5 separate regions of the Mus musculus genome follow, and all the other regions are linked to region 4. Evidence: chromatin contacts called from public Hi-C, HiChIP or PLAC-seq, Micro-C and promoter capture Hi-C data. All regions are on one chromosome and are shown on one strand. The core of a region is the stretch at or near the end of the contact, and the rest is flanking DNA. Distances in the headings are between cores, read along the strand shown. Region 1 holds the start of Slc15a2 (solute carrier family 15 (H+/peptide transporter), member 2). Region 2 holds the start of Ildr1 (immunoglobulin-like domain containing receptor 1). Region 3 overlaps Ildr1 (immunoglobulin-like domain containing receptor 1). Region 4 holds the start of Parp14 (poly (ADP-ribose) polymerase family, member 14). Region 5 holds the start of Adcy5 (adenylate cyclase 5).

Region 1 (3,437 bases), core at 335-2,834, 910 kb after region 4:
AGAAAAAGATGTTGGATCTCCTAGAGCTGGAGTTATAGGTTGTTGTGAGCTGTCTGACTTGGGAACCAGGAGCCAAACTCTGGTCTTTTGAAAGAACAGCAAGTGCTCTCAACTGCTGAGCCATCTCTCCAGCAACAAGGTTTTCATTTTCAAGCTGTACATAAGAGTAACTGTGCTATTTCATGCATTATGTAAAATAGTAAATATCACATTTTATTTTAAATCTCTTTCTACACAATAGCGCCACTAACGTGGAAAGGGGACAAAGATCATCTATCCTTTGAGACATTCAAACATTAACATGAGATTTATATTACCTCTTATTTCACAGGTATGTACCTCTCTAACCACCCTTAACAAGATATGATAAACTATATATAAAAAACTTAGTCTGCCTTTTACCCATGTGGATATGAATAAATCACCTTTCTATATACATGTTACTGCATGATAACAACTTGATTGAAAGATGCACTGAGTTGAAATTATTACCTTTGCAGCTCTCATCCTGAGAACTATGTAACATAGAGTTTATTTAACATTAGCGGCATACACTCTCACTGATTGGATTAACATGCAATCCTTACTGAAGTGACACCAGTACTCCGCTCTGTGTTTCATTTCTGTTACTTCAAGGAAATCAGAATCATACTGACCTCATGGTTGATACTAAGAACTCAGCAAATAATTGGTTATTATTACTGTAGCCTTTCTACAAAGAGGATTTTAATATGATATGAGAATCGAACAAGGCGATACAATCGGAAGTGCTTTAACGAGTACGAAATACAAAATATTATTCTTTGTTCCTCTATCCAACCTCCCACTTTAAAGTAGGGACACTTAGTAACAGAGAGTGGGTCTATTCTAAAGCTTTTTTGGTGTCCAAAAAAAGAAGGCTCTGCACACAAGGGAAACTAAAGGCTGAGTTTTGGTATTGGTAAGGAAAGAACAATCACACACAGTTCTCCAGACAGGAATGCTTGCCAAGTCTCCCTGGACATTCAAAGTGCTTTTTCTCCCCCAGGGAATATGCAATGAAACAGAGCAAAACTCTGGGGCCCAACTGAAAAAAAAAATCTGGCTAACCCACCCTGTTGCTTCCTTCCCAAAACAGAAGAGTCTAGAATTAATTTTCAGGTGAATTCTAATTCCATGAAAGCAGTAGTTTTTCTGCTCTAATACAGTTCAGCACAAAGTTCCAACAGCCAACGAGAAACTTCAAAAGACTTCCGTATGCTATTACTGTCAGAGACAAACCGAACTTTGGGACTCACCGGAGTTGACTTCTTTGGAGGGCTTGGAGGTCCAGGCAGCATCTCTTCAGTAGAGACAGGTGAAAAGAGCGTTTCCTTGGACTCATTTTTCTGGAAAGGATTCATGGCTGGCTCCTTACTCTCTCTCTCCTCAAGCATTTGGCTTCAGTAGGCAGCTAGGACTGCTGCCAGCCTACAGTGAAAAGGGGGACTAGGGGGAGGAGGGATAGCTACAGCAAATAGGTTTAACCCTGTGGGTGTCAGTTTCAGTGGCTGCCTGCCTTAGAGCAGAACTTGAAGCTATAGGAAAAGAGAGGGGCTGCACGCTGATTGTGCCAAAGGTAAGGCATGGGGAAGTAAGAACAACACGTCACAAGTCACGAGATGAGAAGAAACAGTGCTAGAGAATCGATTAGGGTTATCTGTTTGAGAAAAATACCTCTGCAAATGAGGACTAGATAGTACTCAAGAATGCAGCATCTTGGCTAGGCATACAGCTCAGTGGTAGAACATTATGCCCTGCAGGTCCTGAATCTGATTTCTAATGGCATGTGGGGGTGGGGGCGGGAAGAATACAACAGTGTAAACACAGAAGGCTGATTTCAGATTAATAATATCTGCCATTATTGGGCACTTATTATGTGCCATGTTAATGTATATGCGTTATTCATATATGTATGCATGCATACCTTTGGTTTTCATACATTTTACTGCTATCTTTATTATACCACAATTATTGTTCCAAGAAATCAGGAAACTTATCTAAAAATCACAGGGCCAGTAAAGTGGCAGATCTGGAATTTTCACTATGCAGAAACAGATAGGAAAAGCAGAGACAGGTATCAGCAGTCAGTCGTGCAGGTATGGAAGCCACAGAAGTGGAAACGCAGGGAGGCTAGGAAGTCAAAATGCTGTGAACAAGAAGGAAAGTCATCACAGAACTGAATCTGAGAATAAGAATGATCCGGGCTTAGGTTTTCAACATCATAGCATTCAGCTAGAAAATCCTGTAAGTAAAAAATACAAGGTTAAAGAAAATGACAGGGAAAAGAAGAGTTGGTAATGGCCCTTGCTAAAGTCGCTTTCTGTATTTTCAATTTATCTCTTCAAAAATCAGTTCATTCATTCATTAAGAAATAAAATTTAACATGTGCAAAAAATTATGAACCAGTTGCTTTCTAGGTATTATTGCAAGCATTAAATGTTCTTAACTTTCAGTGGATTTTATTCCGACGCTAGAATACTATACTCAGTCCCTTGTCAGACAAGCAATTGGAATACACATTGTGACAATAGATACATTATACCCTACATTGAATTGAATGTATATAAAATTGAAAGTGTAGTACTATATATCACTGATGTAAAAGCATTGGCTTTCACTGTGACATTTCCACACATGCGCGTCACGCGGTCTGAATGAACACAGTCTCCTTGCATTTCCTTCTTTCTCCCCTTGGTGTGTTACTTTTGCTAATCCAAAGAGGTAAGAGAAGCACAAAAGAAAGGGGGAGATATTGCCAAAGGCTACAAAGGACATTTTCTGCACCTTGGGGTTACACCCTGAGCACTAACCCACCAAGTCAGGCAATGTCAAGATGAGTGATTTCATTGGCGAATGCAAGAGAGGAAACTGAGAACGAAGAACAAGGAAAAGAGGACAATGTAGGGGAAGGAATATGAGCAAATTAAAATTCATACATATATGAAATTTTTTAAAAATGCATTATTTTCTATGTTAACTAAGAAAATAGTAAAATGAGAAGTAGGGGGAACAGGATAGAAAACTCTATGGCCTTATTTCTTGCAAAATTCGTACATTATCCGTTTGAATGACTTTTCAACAAATGAACCTTTCCCCCCCTAAACTTTAACTTGGACTTTGACCAGGTTCTCTCAGGTTCTATTGTAGTTTTCATCTATTTTCTCTTCCACCAACCTTTACCCAAAGAATAATCCCGTTTTACTTCTGCCTGGAGCATTAATGATTAATCTGTAGTTGTTCTTTTAGGAAATATTGCCTTTCCTGACCTAACTCAGTTAAATACTGAATCTAAAATAGGCAGAACTTTCTGGTCAGGTTACCTAGTAGAGGCACGAGCGTAGTGTCGACTTATTAAGTTACCGGTTTCCCTTGCCTTGGCCTTGAACTTCTAGACGGTGTTTACTTCAGAAGAACAG
Region 2 (3,350 bases), core at 173-2,672, 820 kb after region 4:
GAGCCAGAGTGGCTCCTACACACTCTTCATAACCTGCCTTTGGCCACATACTTCCTGAATTTACTTCCTATTTTCTGGAAGTAAAGAGACTATAGGAAAAATATTTAAAGTGAAGAGGCCCATTGAGGGGACCAGAGGACTAACCCAGAAGCGTGTGTGTGTGTGTGTGTGTGTGTGTGTGTGTGTGTGTGTGTGTGTGTGTGTTTCTACAGATCTAGGACAAGCCTGCTTCATTGGCTAGGAAGGGGATAGAGAACACTAGCAGCAACAGTGAAGAGAGTGTCCTTGAAAGCCTAGCAAGACAAGAGAGGTAGGTGCTCTTGAGAAATAATAGCTGCATCCTGTTCAGTGACCAGGGTGGAGGCCTCCTGAGCTCTGTTTAATAGCACTTTATAATGCTATTCTTGAAGCAGGTGATGGGCAGGGGAGGCTGGAGGTGGGAGAGGTGAAAGGAGGAACAATCTTCTTACAGGAGAATATAGCAGACAATGAAAATCCCTATAAGGAAAGAGTGTGTAAACTGCCTTGCTATCTATTTACATTGCCCAGAATATGCGTGACTTTCCAAGTTAATGTCTTGATTGGTTTGATAAGGCCACTTTGCCTTTCTCCCCTTTCTTTTAGTAGTTATAAATTCCCATGGCCCTACTCACTTCCTGCCAAGGAACACTAAAGACTGGGTATGGTGGCTAAGAGAACTAGTTGTCCTCACTGGGTCAAAGGTCTAAACCTTGGTCTTGAGCTATCTGAGATCTGTGCATGGTTGCTGAGCTACGAGGAAAGATGGGTGGAAAACCTAAGGAAAAAATACATCACCACTAACCGAATCTATGTACAGTGAGAGAGGGTCTTTCTTTCTCCATTACACTTTCCCTATTTTCCTGTGAGCATGTGTTCATTTTATAAGCGTGGAAAAATAAATTTGCGGTCTCTGGTTCCTGCTCTACTTTTTAGAATCTTTAGTTTGAATAAAGAAAGACAAGAAGACATTAGGTATAAACATCAGAAGTGTACAGAAGTGTATTTTCAGTGTGTGTGTGTGTGTGTGTGTGTGTGTGTGTGTGTGTGTGTGTGTGTGAAAGGGAGGGGGAGAGAGAGAGAGAGAGAGACAGAGGGGGAGGGAGAGAGAGACAGAGAGACAGAGAGAGACAGAGAGACAGAGAGGTGCATCAACGAGAAATACTACTCCCTAAGAAGTTGCAGCCACGTAATTCTAGAACCAGGAAAGAATTGCAAGGGGTGAGGGTGACTTAGAAATTAGGGGAGCCAGTGACAAGTTCCTCCGCGCGCGCAGACGGAGACGGCTAGAGGCTCTGTTTCCTGCGGAGATGGGTCACCTGGCAGCCTGTGACAGGTAGGGCGGAGGCTTGCGGTCCCCAAGCCGGGGCGGAGCAGGAAACCGAGACAGCCCTGGGCTGGGGCGGAGCTCAGAGAGCCTCAGGTACCGGTGGGCTGGGCCGTACCTGTGGGGGCCAGAGGGGACGCTCCCGTCGCATAGTTCGACCTACGGGCTCCTCGGAGATGCGTGTCCTGGCCGGCGGCTGATGAAGAAAGACTCGCCTCTCCGGGGCCCTTGAGCCTCTGTAGCCAGCGAGGGGGCCAGCATGGGCTGCGGATTGCTCGCTGCTGGCCTGCTCCTCTTCACCTGGCTCCCAGCAGGTGAGCCCTGAAAAAAGGGGGAGTCCCATCCGGGGCCACACGAGACAGGAAGCCATTTGCCTGGCCCTGCAGAGCCGGCCACCCGCGGGGCGGTGCACTTGGGTAGCTCCTGGCACCGGGAGGTGCAGGGGCCGGATCGAGAGTCGGCCAGTGGGAACCTGTTGTTTTCTTCCTTTATTAGCCCAGGGCCTTCGGAAACATGCAATCAAAAAGAAACCCCAGCCTTTGGATTTACGCCCCAACAGGTGTTGTTAGATGCTTGATGCCTAAAACCGAATCTATACAGGCGAAATCACCATTCTTCAACTTCTTAATACCCCTTTCCCTGTCCTTTACCCCGTGTCAAACTTGCTTTCAGAGTGTAGATGCGACGACAACCATTTTGGCCCAGAGTACATTTATTCTTTCCTGACAAGTTAGATTGCGTCGGTAGTGTATGAAGGAGTGTTGGGCATAAATTTGAGTCTCTTACAGGCCATCCGCTAGTACCTGTCATTTGATATTTTCCTCCTTTTTGCGTCCACCTCCTCTTTATCAGCCCGTCCGGCTGCCCTGCACCTTTCTTTCTACCTCCACACTAAGGGTCTCACTCAGAATCTGAATGTCTTAAGGTACCTCTTGGAAACAGGGCAAAAGGTCTTGTCTGTGAGTGAGGCCGAATAGGAAAGGAGAGAGAAGGGAAGGCTCTCTGGGCTCTGTTCACATTAGCCTGTAGCTGTGACTCTGCAAACAAGAATTTTCATTTCCTTTGGACGGTCCACCCAGTTTTATTCCGACTCACTTCCCACTTGCTCCCCTTTGGGAATATCAGTTTGCTCGCCGACCAATTGGAAGCTTCAATGGTTCGTCCAGGCAGATGTAATATGAAAATGGAGGCAGAATGCCCTTTCTATGAGCTAGAGAGTTGCTCAGATGTAATCAAATCTCACGGAAACTAGAGTCTACCAGAGCTTAATGTTGGGAATAAAAGGAGGGAGGGTTGCAAAAGGGTAGGGAACCGAGAAAAGGCAGCATTCCTGTGGCAGGCTGGCTTTCAACTTGTTTGGCCAGACGGAGGCTTTATAAGATGTCTAAAGCTAACAACTAGATGCTGAACGTACACAGTGGACAGGAAGCATGTGTAGCCTCGTTAGGCTTTAGGTACTCAAACACCACCAGAATAGTTAACCAACTTAGACCCTAAGTGCAAATTTGTAAGAATTCTGGAGTTATCTACAGTCTTTTCTCCAGTATGTTGAATTTTTCTTCTCCAAGTCTGTGGCAGCTGGGGACAAAATTCCTGTTTGAGCTGCCTTAGGAAAATAGAGGTCTGCTTCCATCAGCCCCTGACATCATGTTTCCCAACCTGGGTCTTCTGATGGAGCAGTCAGTCTTCTAGACAGAACAAGAATGCCTGCAGATGAAGAACCTGTCAGGGTATAAACCCTGGTGCCCTAAATATTTTAAACTGCCCAGTTTTTTTGTTTTTGTTTGTTTGAACATTTTCAATGGGCATTAAAAAAATACAGCCACTATAGCCAAATATATACTAGAGTATCCAACACACTAACTGTAAAAAGCATGGCTCCAAGTCTCTGAGCCAGCCACATGATGTTAGTCGCTAGGCCCTTGAGACACGACAATATTACAGGGTGTGGTGCTAGCCTGGTCTTCCCTAAGTGGAAGTTGGTCGGTGTTTTACCAGAGTGTGG
Region 3 (3,114 bases), core at 585-3,084, 850 kb after region 4:
GTGCATTTGATTTCTTCCTGGCAGGGCTGTGACTCATTAACGGGGCTGGAGCTCCGGACACTTCTGGGGGCTCTGTGGCAACCACTTCCTATTGTGTTCGAAGATAGCTCCTCAGTGGCCTCAGCAGACACTATGTAGCTGGGTACAGAACACGCGCCTTCTGCCCTATTCTTCTGGGCAGAGCCGTGCCGTTTTACAGCACACCCTGATGTCTGTGAGACTACCGGGGTGGAAGCCTGTCACAGTGTGTTTAGCAGTGTGCATCTGCTCCACTCGTGGCTAGGCAGAGTCTTTGGGAGTCAAATGGTACTTAGCCACAATCACCTGAGTTTCAAAATGGAAACTCAGGACCAAGAGCAAAATTTTAATTGCATTCTCTGCAGATTGTGTGCTTCAGCACAGCTGCACCTAGGGGACTGAAATGACATTGCAGAGACCCTTTGTGCTGCTTTTTTGGCCCGTCCCCCCAGGAAGGGAGTATTGCCCTGTTATTTGCCTGGCCCACCCCTAACTGGGGGGAACCCCAGCAGCTAGTTAAGGAGAAGAATAGAAAGGATCCGCTTTAACTCACTTCAGCTTTGTGTGTCTCTGGCCCTCGTCCCATGAGGTTTTTTTGTTTGTTTGGTTGGTTGGTTGGTTTGTTTTTTTGTTTTTTTGTTTTGTTTTGTTTTGTTTTGTTTTTCCCCCACCCGGGGCTGGTATTCCAGTTAGAAACATGCTTAAGGGATACACCACAGTTGTGTTCATCCCCTCAGAACAGATGGCCCTGAGTTTGCCCTGCAGGCTCAAGAGCTGCCAGGCTGGTTCATAGCCTCCTCTAAGCCTTACTATGTGGGGTATTTCTGTGTGACCTGAAGTTTGATTGACAGCCTATGCCCTTTGGGTGATGTGGAGAGCTAGTAACATGAGGACATGTTTTGAGGCTAGAATGTTGTTGTTGTTTTAAAGTTTTAAAGTAAACTTTCCTGGGGTGTGAGAGATGGGGTCTATAACAAGGAAACACAGCTCCTTGCTAAAGATACAGCCCCTAAACTCTTGTTTCCCTGCAAGATAGGTAAGAACGGGCTCCAAGGCGAGAAGCTGGAAGCACAGACCAAGTAGGAGGTGTGGGACTCCGGCTGGCTAAGGGTCTGCGTTTCTCCTTCTTCCCTTGCAGCCCTGGCCCGCCACCGCTACATGAAGCAGGTTCAGGCCCTAGGTCCTCAGATGATGGAAAAACCCCTGTACTGGGGGGCGGACAGGAGCTCCCAAGTTTCATCTTATGCAATGAACCCGCTGCTGCAGCGAGGTAAACTTTGCCAGAAAGTCATGGGACGGGGAGGGCAGAGGGTGAGGGCAGAGGTGCCGTCTGCCAAGAAGCATGCGCACTAACCGGGTGTCTTTCGATGGAGGGTGGGAGGGAGTGCAATCCTGCTTACTAACGTGACATTTTGATGCCCTGGTTCCTAGGAGGGTATTTGGGACCAGCAGTTCAGTGTGCTCCATCCTTGTTTCCATTCAGATCTGTCCTTACAGTCCAGCCTTCCACAGATGCCAATGACCCAGATGGCTGCTCACCCTCCGGTGGCTAATGGTGTCCTGGAATATTTGGAGAAAGAATTGCGGAACCTCAACCCAGCCCAACCTCTGCCTGCGGATCTCAGAGCCAAATCTGGCCACCCTTGCAGCATGCTCTCCTCCCTGGGCTCCGCAGAGGTTGTGGAACGCAGAGTCATCCACCTGCCCCCACTAATCAGAGACCCACCGTCCTCCAGGACCAGCAACCCCTCACACCAGCAGCGGCTCAATGCTGTTTCTTCCAGACACTGCGATCTGAGTGAGCGCCCGAGGCAGCGCCATCACTCCGATTTCCTCCGAGAGCTCCAGGACCAGGGGATGAGACCCTGGGCCCCGGGGAGAGGGGAGCTGGACCCCCATTGGAGTGGGAGACACCACCGCTCTAGGCCCAGCGAGTCATCCATGCCTTGGTCAGACTGGGACAGCCTGAGCGAATGTCCCTCATCCAGTGAGGCTCCTTGGCCCCCCAGACGACCAGAGCCCAGGGAAGGCGCCCAGAGACGTGAGAGACGCAGGCATCGCAGCTACTCGCCTCCTCTACCCTCGGGCCCCAGCTCTTGGAGCTCTGAAGAGGAGAAAGAGTCGCTGCCCAGGAACTGGGGTGCCCAGCGACGTCACCATCACCGCCGCCGCCGCTCACAGTCTCCAAACTGGCCTGAGGAGAAGCCGCCCAGCTACCGCTCACTGGATGTGACTCCAGGCAAGAACAACAGGAAAAAAGGGAATGTGGAGAGGCGCTTGGTGAGCCTGGGGCATCCTGTGGAGGGTCGGGCAGGATCAGAGAGGCTCCTCAGCTGACACAGGCCCAGCAGGGTTTTCCTAGTCCTGCATAACTGTCCCGGCAGGCTGAGGTACTACTTTTTCTTAGAATGAAAGGGCCTAGTCAGTGCAGGGTACAGAAGAGGCCCAGAGCTTGCACTGGATCTTCTCTGCCCCAGCGTGTGTGACTTTAGCCATGTTCTCTGCCCTTGGAGGCAGGTCAGGAGGGCTCTGCTGGTAAGGACAGTAAAGAACTAAGGCTCAGAATGACTAAGCACCCCACCCCCAACCCCGTGGTGGGGAGCTGGTCCTCCGGTCTCAGCTGCAGGACTGGATGTTGACTTGGCAACCTTTTTTCTCACAGGCCCAGTTAGAAACAGGCAAGAGGAGTTGTGAATGTTTAAGTGAGCAGCAACTGTGCTGTGTGAGAGGATGAGGGCTTCCTGGTGTGCCGGGGAAGGCTCATCAGACTAATGAAAACAGACCTGGGCATCCCACTTAATGAGTAAAACTTTAGAGTGCTGTGAACCTTGAAGATGCCAGTCATTATTTAGCACTCTAAAGGGGAAACACTGGAGGATACATGTCTACAGTACCCCTGCCCCTCTCTCCCCCCCTTTCTCATGTAGTGACTAAGTATGCCTCTTCTTTTTAGCAGAAAAAAATATATGATTTTCAAGTTTTTGGCTCAACATCTGAGCCCCACTTTCCTCTAAGTTACTTTTTTTCCCTTTTCTTTATTTCCCTCCAGTTAAAGTATGCAGCCCTTCTAAGCCTTAGAATCTAAGGGAAGGGTAC
Region 4 (3,303 bases), core at 161-2,660:
CCTGTGGGTCACAACCCCTTAGGATCTAATGATCTTTTCCTGGGGATTAGGTTCTGGTTCATAATAGTAAGCAAAATTACAGTTATGAAGTAGCAACAAAAATAATTTTGTGGTTGGGGTCACCTCAACCTGAGGAACTGTGTTAAAGGTCTGCAGCATTAGGAAGGTTGAGAATCACTGATCTAGGAAAAGTGAAAAATGAGATTCTCACTTTACTAGCTAGCTGCCCATTGAGGGCTCCCTTGTGAAATCAAACCTGTGTTTTCCGGAAGGGATCAGAGCTAAGCAGGTCTCTTGTGCCCTCCTACCCAGGCTTCCTGAAACCCTGTGTTACACCTTTCTCTTGTTTTCATTTTTTTTTTTTTTTTTCCTTCTTGGGTCTTTGCTGGGCTGTTACCTTGCCCACTGCCCGGTCTCCTCAGCCTCCTTTCCTCTCCTCTGGCCCAAATGTTCCCTCCATCCTGCACTCTGAGGATGACCCTGGTCTGCAAAATCTCTGATATTAACACATGGTGGCTTTCCAGAAGTCACAGATCTGGGACTTCCATTCACCCACCTGAGCGAGAAATGAAGGCTGGGCCTCCTTTGCAGAAGGCCAATAGAGGTGGGGAACATTCAACTGCTTAACTGTTCAGGAACCTTCCAGAGATGAGGGAACACCCCCAGTCCCTATCCCAACCTGGGTTCCAAGCTTACAGCCACCTCAGATCATCTTGGGGCTGAAGGACGAGGTAGGAACAAGACACCACCACCCATTACCCACCCCTGCCCTGTCCCTCCCTCCTCCACTGAGGCACAAGAGCTCTAGGGCTTTTCACTTCTCAAGCTCATCTCCCTAAGAACCCTGCGGTGCTAGCGGACCCTGGACTCCTCCCGTTTCTTAATTCTTTTCCTGCCCCACCTGAATAATAAAAACAGGACAGTTAAAACAACAAACAAGGGCTGGAGAGATGGCTCAGCCGTGAAAGGCTAGGCTCACAACCAAACAACAAACAAACGAACACGGGAAGGTCCACAGATTGCTTCAGGGAGCGACTGGGAAAGCAAGGGGAACGCCACTCCCGGTTGCGCTCGCCACGCAGATTCTGCCTCCAGGATCTCCCGCACCGAACGAGCTGCAGCCGAGGGCTAGACCTGGCACCCATGGTCCCAAACCCCGCGCGAGGCGACCCTCCCCGACCTTCGCGCCCCTCACCATCCTCCGGGGAGAAGAGCACCCGGAAGCGTGCTGGGTTCCCCGGCTCCGGGACGACCTCGCACTCCCCTCCTCCGGATTTCTTCCGGCTCTGGAAGTACACTTGCAACTTGTTGATCAAGTTCTTTGGGGGGTCGGGGCCCCAAGAGCCCTCGACCAGCAGCGGGAAGGAACCCGACGCTGCCATCCTGACTGAACTAGGAAGCGGCGACTGCTGGGTCGTCCAAAACTGCTCAGAGTTTTAACATTGAGATAACTTCTTTCGCTTTCATTTCCTGGAAATCCCTCCCCGTCCTTAGTTTCTATCTTCACCTCGCTATCCCAGGATTGGAATAGTGCAACAACAACAACAACAACAACAACAACAACAACAACACACACACACACACACACACACACAGAGCTACCACCCACCCACCCCCAGGCACTTTGTTCTCCTGCTCTCAACAGAAGCCAGTCAATCCTCCACCCGAGCTCTAGCCTCCAGGCCACCTCCTTAGCAGCTCCAGAGCTGGGCCCCGCCCGCACTCCACCTGAGCTACAGCTGAGCCCTGCTCCATCACTAGGATAGTTTCTGCATACCTGAAAACCCACGCTGTATAAGAGAAGGAAAACGATCCTCTCAGGATGCTCCCTGCTCACTTGGGGGACCACCCGAGGGCATCTGACCTGACTTTCCTGCTTCAGAATTCTGTTTTCTCATCTGTGCATACTTTGTGTTTACAAACTCCCAGTATTGAGGAACGCGTGCTGGCGTCCATGCTTTCTGGGTGTTCAACGGAGGGACACAGGTATGGGGACACAGGAGACGGTCGACAACTCTAGGGAGAAATACACAGGTGTTGGAGCAGAAGAGCATGGGCTCCCAGCCCAATTATGGAAAGATCAGGTAGCACTTCTGGGCAAGGGACGTGCTACCCGAGAGCCTAAGAACTACTAAGAAATGACCTTAGATGGTGGGTCTCTGGGGCTTTGTGGTTCACTTACACAAAATAACTTAGGCTGCTGCATGGTGGCTGAGTTCGACAGGAGTGAGAGAAAGCCAGGCTGACCTGGGTGCTCAGGAGAGGGCTCTGGTCCCGCTACTGGTCTAGGGCTCTTGGGGCTCCGACACCCGCCTCCCCCATTCCCCCTCCTAGGAAGAACGTGATGGCCTCTAAGCTGCCTTTGGAGACAAGATTGGCCGAAAGATATGAACAGTTCATCCAGGAGTGGTCCAAGCAACAGGAGTGAGGTGCGCCTACTGTGACCGGGATAAGAAGAGACTGGGAATCTGTATATCCTTAACGCGTGATGAGCGAATATTTGGGATACGCATTAAAGCAGGCTTTGCCGGTCCAGGGCTAGAGTATGGTGACCCCCTCGGGGCCCCTGGTAACACTATCTGATGGAGAACAGGGACGATGGGGAGTCTGAAGAGGACCGAGGTCTGAAAAAAAGGAAGGAAGCCGAGGCAGCACTCAGAGCTTCCCCCCTCCCCCCCCCCTTTTTTTTTTTTTTTTCTAGACAGGGTTTCTCTGTATAGCCCTGGCTGTCCTGGAACTCACTTTGTAGACCAGGCTGGCCTCGAACTGCCTCTGCCTCCCAGTGGTGCTGGGATTAAAGGCATGTGCCACCACCGCCTGGCAATTTTTTTTTTCCCAGATCTTTCCAAAACTTTGAATGGACAGGAAGACCCAGGAGTCAAGCAGCCGGGTGAGGGATGGGGGTTTGGGCTCAGAAAGTTGATATTTTGTTTCTTGGAGTTAAATATTTTTGAAAACAGAAAAGTTCTCGATATGGGCAAATGTTGGTACAAAGAGGGATGTGGGAGATATTGGTGGTGTCAGCCAGGACATCCCAGGCGCCAGCAGCTAGGCATTGTAAATGAAAGCCGTGAACCGGGGCTGGAGGTGGGAGTATCTAGGCAATTTTAACGGTTTTTTACAGATAGGTCCCATTTCTCTGTAGATGGTAATCAGACCGATCGCACAACCCAGTGTGAGACTTGAGAAAATCTTGGTAACGCTGAAAGGCTTCTGAAGGCACAATAACCAAAAATTAAATCAAAATCAACTACATAGCATTCCGTTGCTTACCGGTGCTATCTCCTGGCACCACTGAAGCCT
Region 5 (3,233 bases), core at 286-2,785, 720 kb before region 4:
TTGCTCCCTCCCTGATTACACGAGTTCCAGACCCAGTTTGCTGTCTTTTCCTGGTAGCATCCAGCCCGGTACAATGCTTTGCAAGTTTCCAGCGCGATAGGGTTTGGCTGGCTAGGTTCGTGTTGCTTTTACTACTTAGCCAACCATAGATTACTCAAAGGCTGGAGGATTACTCAAGATCCCGTTTACGCAGATCCCTTGGAATTCTTTTTTTCTCTCCTCCCGGTTTGCAGCTCTGGCAAGGTTTATCTTCAGTTGCCAAGGAGATGAGCAGTGGAGGAGGATGTGGACCTCTAGGCTTCTTGTCAACTTTGGAGGACGGCAGAAGGATGAAGGGGCTGACAGCATACAAGTCACCCTCCCCAAGCAAAACTGCCAGAACTCCGGTTAGGACAGCTTAGGGGGTCAAGGGAGCTGAAGAGGCAGACAGACCCAGATCTTCTACTCAGCTGTCTACTCTTGTCTACCCTTGCCTTTATTCAGGAGTTCCCAGAAGGGTCATTTTTGCTTCCCTGACTGGCAAGGAGACTAGCTTGCCTGTGGGAGCATCTGGGTAGGTGTGGAAGCCAGCGTAGCACTGAAGAAAAGATCTTTGGATTGTGGGTTAGGAGACCTGTGTGGTGTATTCCAAGTTGGCTAAGTTCTTAGAGCCTCAGTTTCCACATTTGCAAATAGGAAATAGCTACACAGGCCCTGTCCCCCATCCGAGCCCATGGCTGTTACTAGAACCACATGGGATTTAAAACACATGAACAGGCAAAGGGCTCCTTATAAACGCCAGGTGTTCCCACAGCTGTCAGTGGTGTTTCCTCTTAGTAACTATGCTCCAAAGTGGTCCTGCTCGCCCCACCCTGGCTGCATCGGCCTCACCCACTGCTAGCAACTCCATCTTTTCCATCGCTGTCTTTCTGTGCCCCAGACATCCTCAGTCTCTGCATCTCCCTAGTTCATTTCCGGGTCTGGCTCTGGGTCCCTCCGTCCTCTCTAGGGACTCTGTCTCCAGTTCCCTGCGGCAGTAGCGGTCGGGGCGCCCCCCACCCGGCGCGCCCTCCGTTGGCACCGTCGCCGGGCCACAGAATCGCCCAATAAGAGCGCCGGACTCGAGTCTGACAGCTCTGGAAGCGGCCAATAGAGCCGGACCAGAGAAGGGGGGAGCAGCACCGTAGCTGAAGTTGGGCTGAATGGGGGTGGGGGAGAAAAGGGTAATAAAAAGAGGGGAGATAGGACTGGGGTCGCAGGACCCGATCGGGGGTGGATTGCCCGCTACCCAGGTCCGACGAGGGATCCGCCCGTTGACCCGGCTCCAGGCACCAGGGAGGGAGGGGCGCAGTGAAAATATAGGTGAGGAAGGGGAGCGGGGGTCCCTGCGGCTCCCGGGCCCGGCTTGAGTATGTTCGCGGGGTGCCGGGGCCAGGACGCGGGCGGCGGCAGGGCAGAGGGCGGAGGCGGCCGCACGCCGCTGTGAGCCGAGGCCCGAGCGGCGCGGGGGGCGGGGAGGCGGCGGGAGGAGGGGATGCGGAGGGCGCTCCGGCGGCGGCGGCGGCGAGCGGGCGAGAAGGGAGGAGCGGCGCGAGCGGCCGGAGCGGCGCAGGGCCCGAGGCGTGCATGGCGCGCCCGGAGCCGGGCTCCCTCGGGCCCCTCGGGAGCGCCCCCGGGGCGCCGCGGCTCTTCGGCCGGCCCTTATCGGCCGGCTGCTGTTGAGCCGCAGCCCTCCATCGCTGGATGCCGTGGTCCCCGGGAGAAGCCCGCCTGCGTTGGGGCAGAACGGCGGCGGCGCTGCGCCGGATTCCGCCCTCCGCGTAGTGGTTCTGCGCTCGGCTACGGTGGGCCAGCCGCCGGCAACGAGGAACCCAGGGCTTGCGGAGCTAGCGACTCAACCCTCGGGACCTGCCGGAACGGGCCGGCCTGCTGGGTCTGGGGGACAGGAGGAGACGAGAGGGGAAGGGCCGCACCGCAGGAGCCGGTCCTCGCCCCCGCCCCCTGCGCGGGCACGCCGGAGGCTCTGTTCGCCTTTCGCGGGGGCCACGCTCCCACTCGCGCCTCCGGAGGTGGGGGATGCGGGCGACGGCCCCCCCGGGCTCCAGGACCCTCCTCCCCGGGGCTCCGGAGCTCTTGCTCCGCCCGCCGCCCCCTCCCCCGTCCTCTCCACCCCCCATCCCACCTCCCCACCCCTCGTAAGAAAATAATGCTGGCAGGAGCCTGCACCTCCCAGTCGCTCCCAGTGCGCTGCGAGCAAAGGGCACCCGCTGCGTCTCCGTGCCGGGACCCCTGCCGAGCCGCCCTCGCCGCCACCTTGCTGGGAGAGTCGCTGCTCTCGGCTTAGGCAAAAGCCACGAGCGCCGCGCCCGGGAACTGCCAGCTTCGGAGAGGCGCCGCCCGCAAGGACACCTCTCCGTCCCGCCTGCTCCTCAACTCCCAGCCTGAGCTCGACGCGAGCCAGGAGTCCGGACATCTCTGCGTCCGGCGCAGCAGTCAGAGCTGTCCCCACTGCCACCGCTCGGAGCCAACTCCGTCTCGGACCTGGGACTCTGGACTCTAATTCGTAGCTACTTCTCACCTCGGGGCTGCGCTGTCTCCCCGCTAGCCTTCCCGTTGTCCTCCACCGCTCAGGACGGGGGTGCCACGATGTCCCGCTGCTGCGCAGGGCCCCGGGCCTCCCTCGACGTGTGACCCTAGCCTGGTCCCCCTGCTTGGCTGTCCGCCCTCTCCTTGGAGACCCCCGGCCCGGCCCCCGGGGGAAGAGGAAGAAGACGACGAGGCCGAGGGGGGGATGTCCGGCTCCAAAAGCGTGAGCCCCCCGGGCTACGCTGCACAGACAGCGGCGTCGCCAGCGCCCCGGGGAGGCCCGGAGCATCGCGCCGCTTGGGGAGAAGCCGATTCCCGCGCCAATGGCTACCCCCACGCCCCCGGGGGATCAACCCGCGGCTCCACCAAGAGATCTGGGGGAGCGGTGACCCCACAACAGCAGCAGCGCCTGGCCAGCCGTTGGCGCGGTGGCGATGACGACGAAGACCCTCCACTAAGCGGTGATGACCCTCTGGCTGGGGGCTTCGGCTTCAGCTTCCGCTCTAAGTCCGCCTGGCAGGAGCGCGGTGGCGACGACGGCGGTCGCGGCAGCAGGCGGCAGCGGCGGGGCGCGGCTGGAGGGGGCAGCACCCGGGCGCCCCCTGCGGGCGGCAGCGGCAGTTCGGCGGCGGCCGCAGCGGCCGCAGGTGGCACAGAGGTGCGCCCCC

What was found. Promoter capture Hi-C pulls out the DNA fragments that hold promoters and counts their contacts. Hi-C and Micro-C count contacts between places; a contact is called where the count stands out from the background. HiChIP or PLAC-seq counts read pairs in DNA pulled down with a chosen protein or histone mark.
Region 1: a contact with region 4 is called in a promoter capture Hi-C map of embryonic stem cells, with 5 read pairs. The contact joins the promoter of Slc15a2 here to the promoter of Parp14 in region 4. A contact is called at or near these places in 6 of 39 promoter capture datasets (the 3T3-L1 cell line, cranial neural crest, embryonic stem cells and 2 more), 2 of 115 datasets of contacts at active chromatin or transcription factors (embryonic stem cells and large pre-B cells) and 1 of 9 other capture datasets (embryonic stem cells).
Region 2: a contact with region 4 is called in an H3K4me3 HiChIP or PLAC-seq map of pro-B cells, with 5 times the contacts expected there. The contact joins the promoter of Ildr1 here to the promoter of Parp14 in region 4. A contact is called at or near these places in 4 of 39 promoter capture datasets (hippocampal neurons, neural stem cells, pre-B cells and 1 more), 4 of 115 datasets of contacts at active chromatin or transcription factors (bone marrow-derived dendritic cells, embryonic stem cells, large pre-B cells and 1 more) and 1 of 9 other capture datasets (embryonic stem cells).
Region 3: a contact with region 4 is called in a Hi-C map of embryonic stem cells, with 2.5 times the contacts expected there. The contact joins the enhancer-like site here to the promoter of Parp14 in region 4. A contact is called at or near these places in 3 of 39 promoter capture datasets (embryonic stem cells, hippocampal neurons and pre-B cells), 1 of 15 datasets of contacts at CTCF or cohesin (large pre-B cells), 1 of 484 Hi-C or Micro-C datasets (embryonic stem cells), 3 of 115 datasets of contacts at active chromatin or transcription factors (bone marrow-derived dendritic cells, large pre-B cells and stem cell-derived neural progenitor cells) and 1 of 9 other capture datasets (liver).
Region 5: a Micro-C map of embryonic stem cells shows a contact between it and region 4, with 2.4 times the contacts expected there. The contact joins the promoter of Adcy5 here to the promoter of Parp14 in region 4. A contact is called at or near these places in 1 of 39 promoter capture datasets (hippocampal neurons) and 2 of 484 Hi-C or Micro-C datasets (both in embryonic stem cells).

What each region holds. Positions count from the first base shown.
Region 1 is chr16:36,783,378-36,786,814 of GRCm38.p6, forward strand. It overlaps Slc15a2 (solute carrier family 15 (H+/peptide transporter), member 2), which reads right to left and starts at 1,585. Exons shown (of 22, transcript NM_021301.3): 1 at 1,278-1,585. The coding sequence starts at 1,415.
Region 2 is chr16:36,692,556-36,695,905 of GRCm38.p6, forward strand. It overlaps Ildr1 (immunoglobulin-like domain containing receptor 1), which reads left to right and starts at 1,423. Exons shown (of 8, transcript NM_001285788.1): 1 at 1,423-1,659. The coding sequence starts at 1,605.
Region 3 is chr16:36,720,382-36,723,495 of GRCm38.p6, forward strand. Ildr1 (immunoglobulin-like domain containing receptor 1) reads left to right here. Exons shown (of 8, transcript NM_001285788.1): 6 at 1,157-1,288; 7 at 1,502-2,298. Among named protein-coding and RNA genes, the nearest start is that of Ildr1, 28 kb to the left of the region's middle. Within about 2 kb of position 1,835, at least 20 of the 459 cell types and tissues checked have an H3K27ac peak or open chromatin away from gene starts, as enhancers often do. A contact at or near this core is called in embryonic stem cells, where this site is marked.
Region 4 is chr16:35,869,972-35,873,274 of GRCm38.p6, forward strand. Parp14 (poly (ADP-ribose) polymerase family, member 14) reads right to left here and starts at 1,411. Exons shown (of 17, transcript NM_001039530.3): 1 at 1,196-1,411. The coding sequence starts at 1,382.
Region 5 is chr16:35,153,329-35,156,561 of GRCm38.p6, forward strand. It overlaps Adcy5 (adenylate cyclase 5), which reads left to right and starts at 1,536. Exons shown (of 21, transcript NM_001012765.5): 1 at 1,536-3,233. The coding sequence starts at 2,771.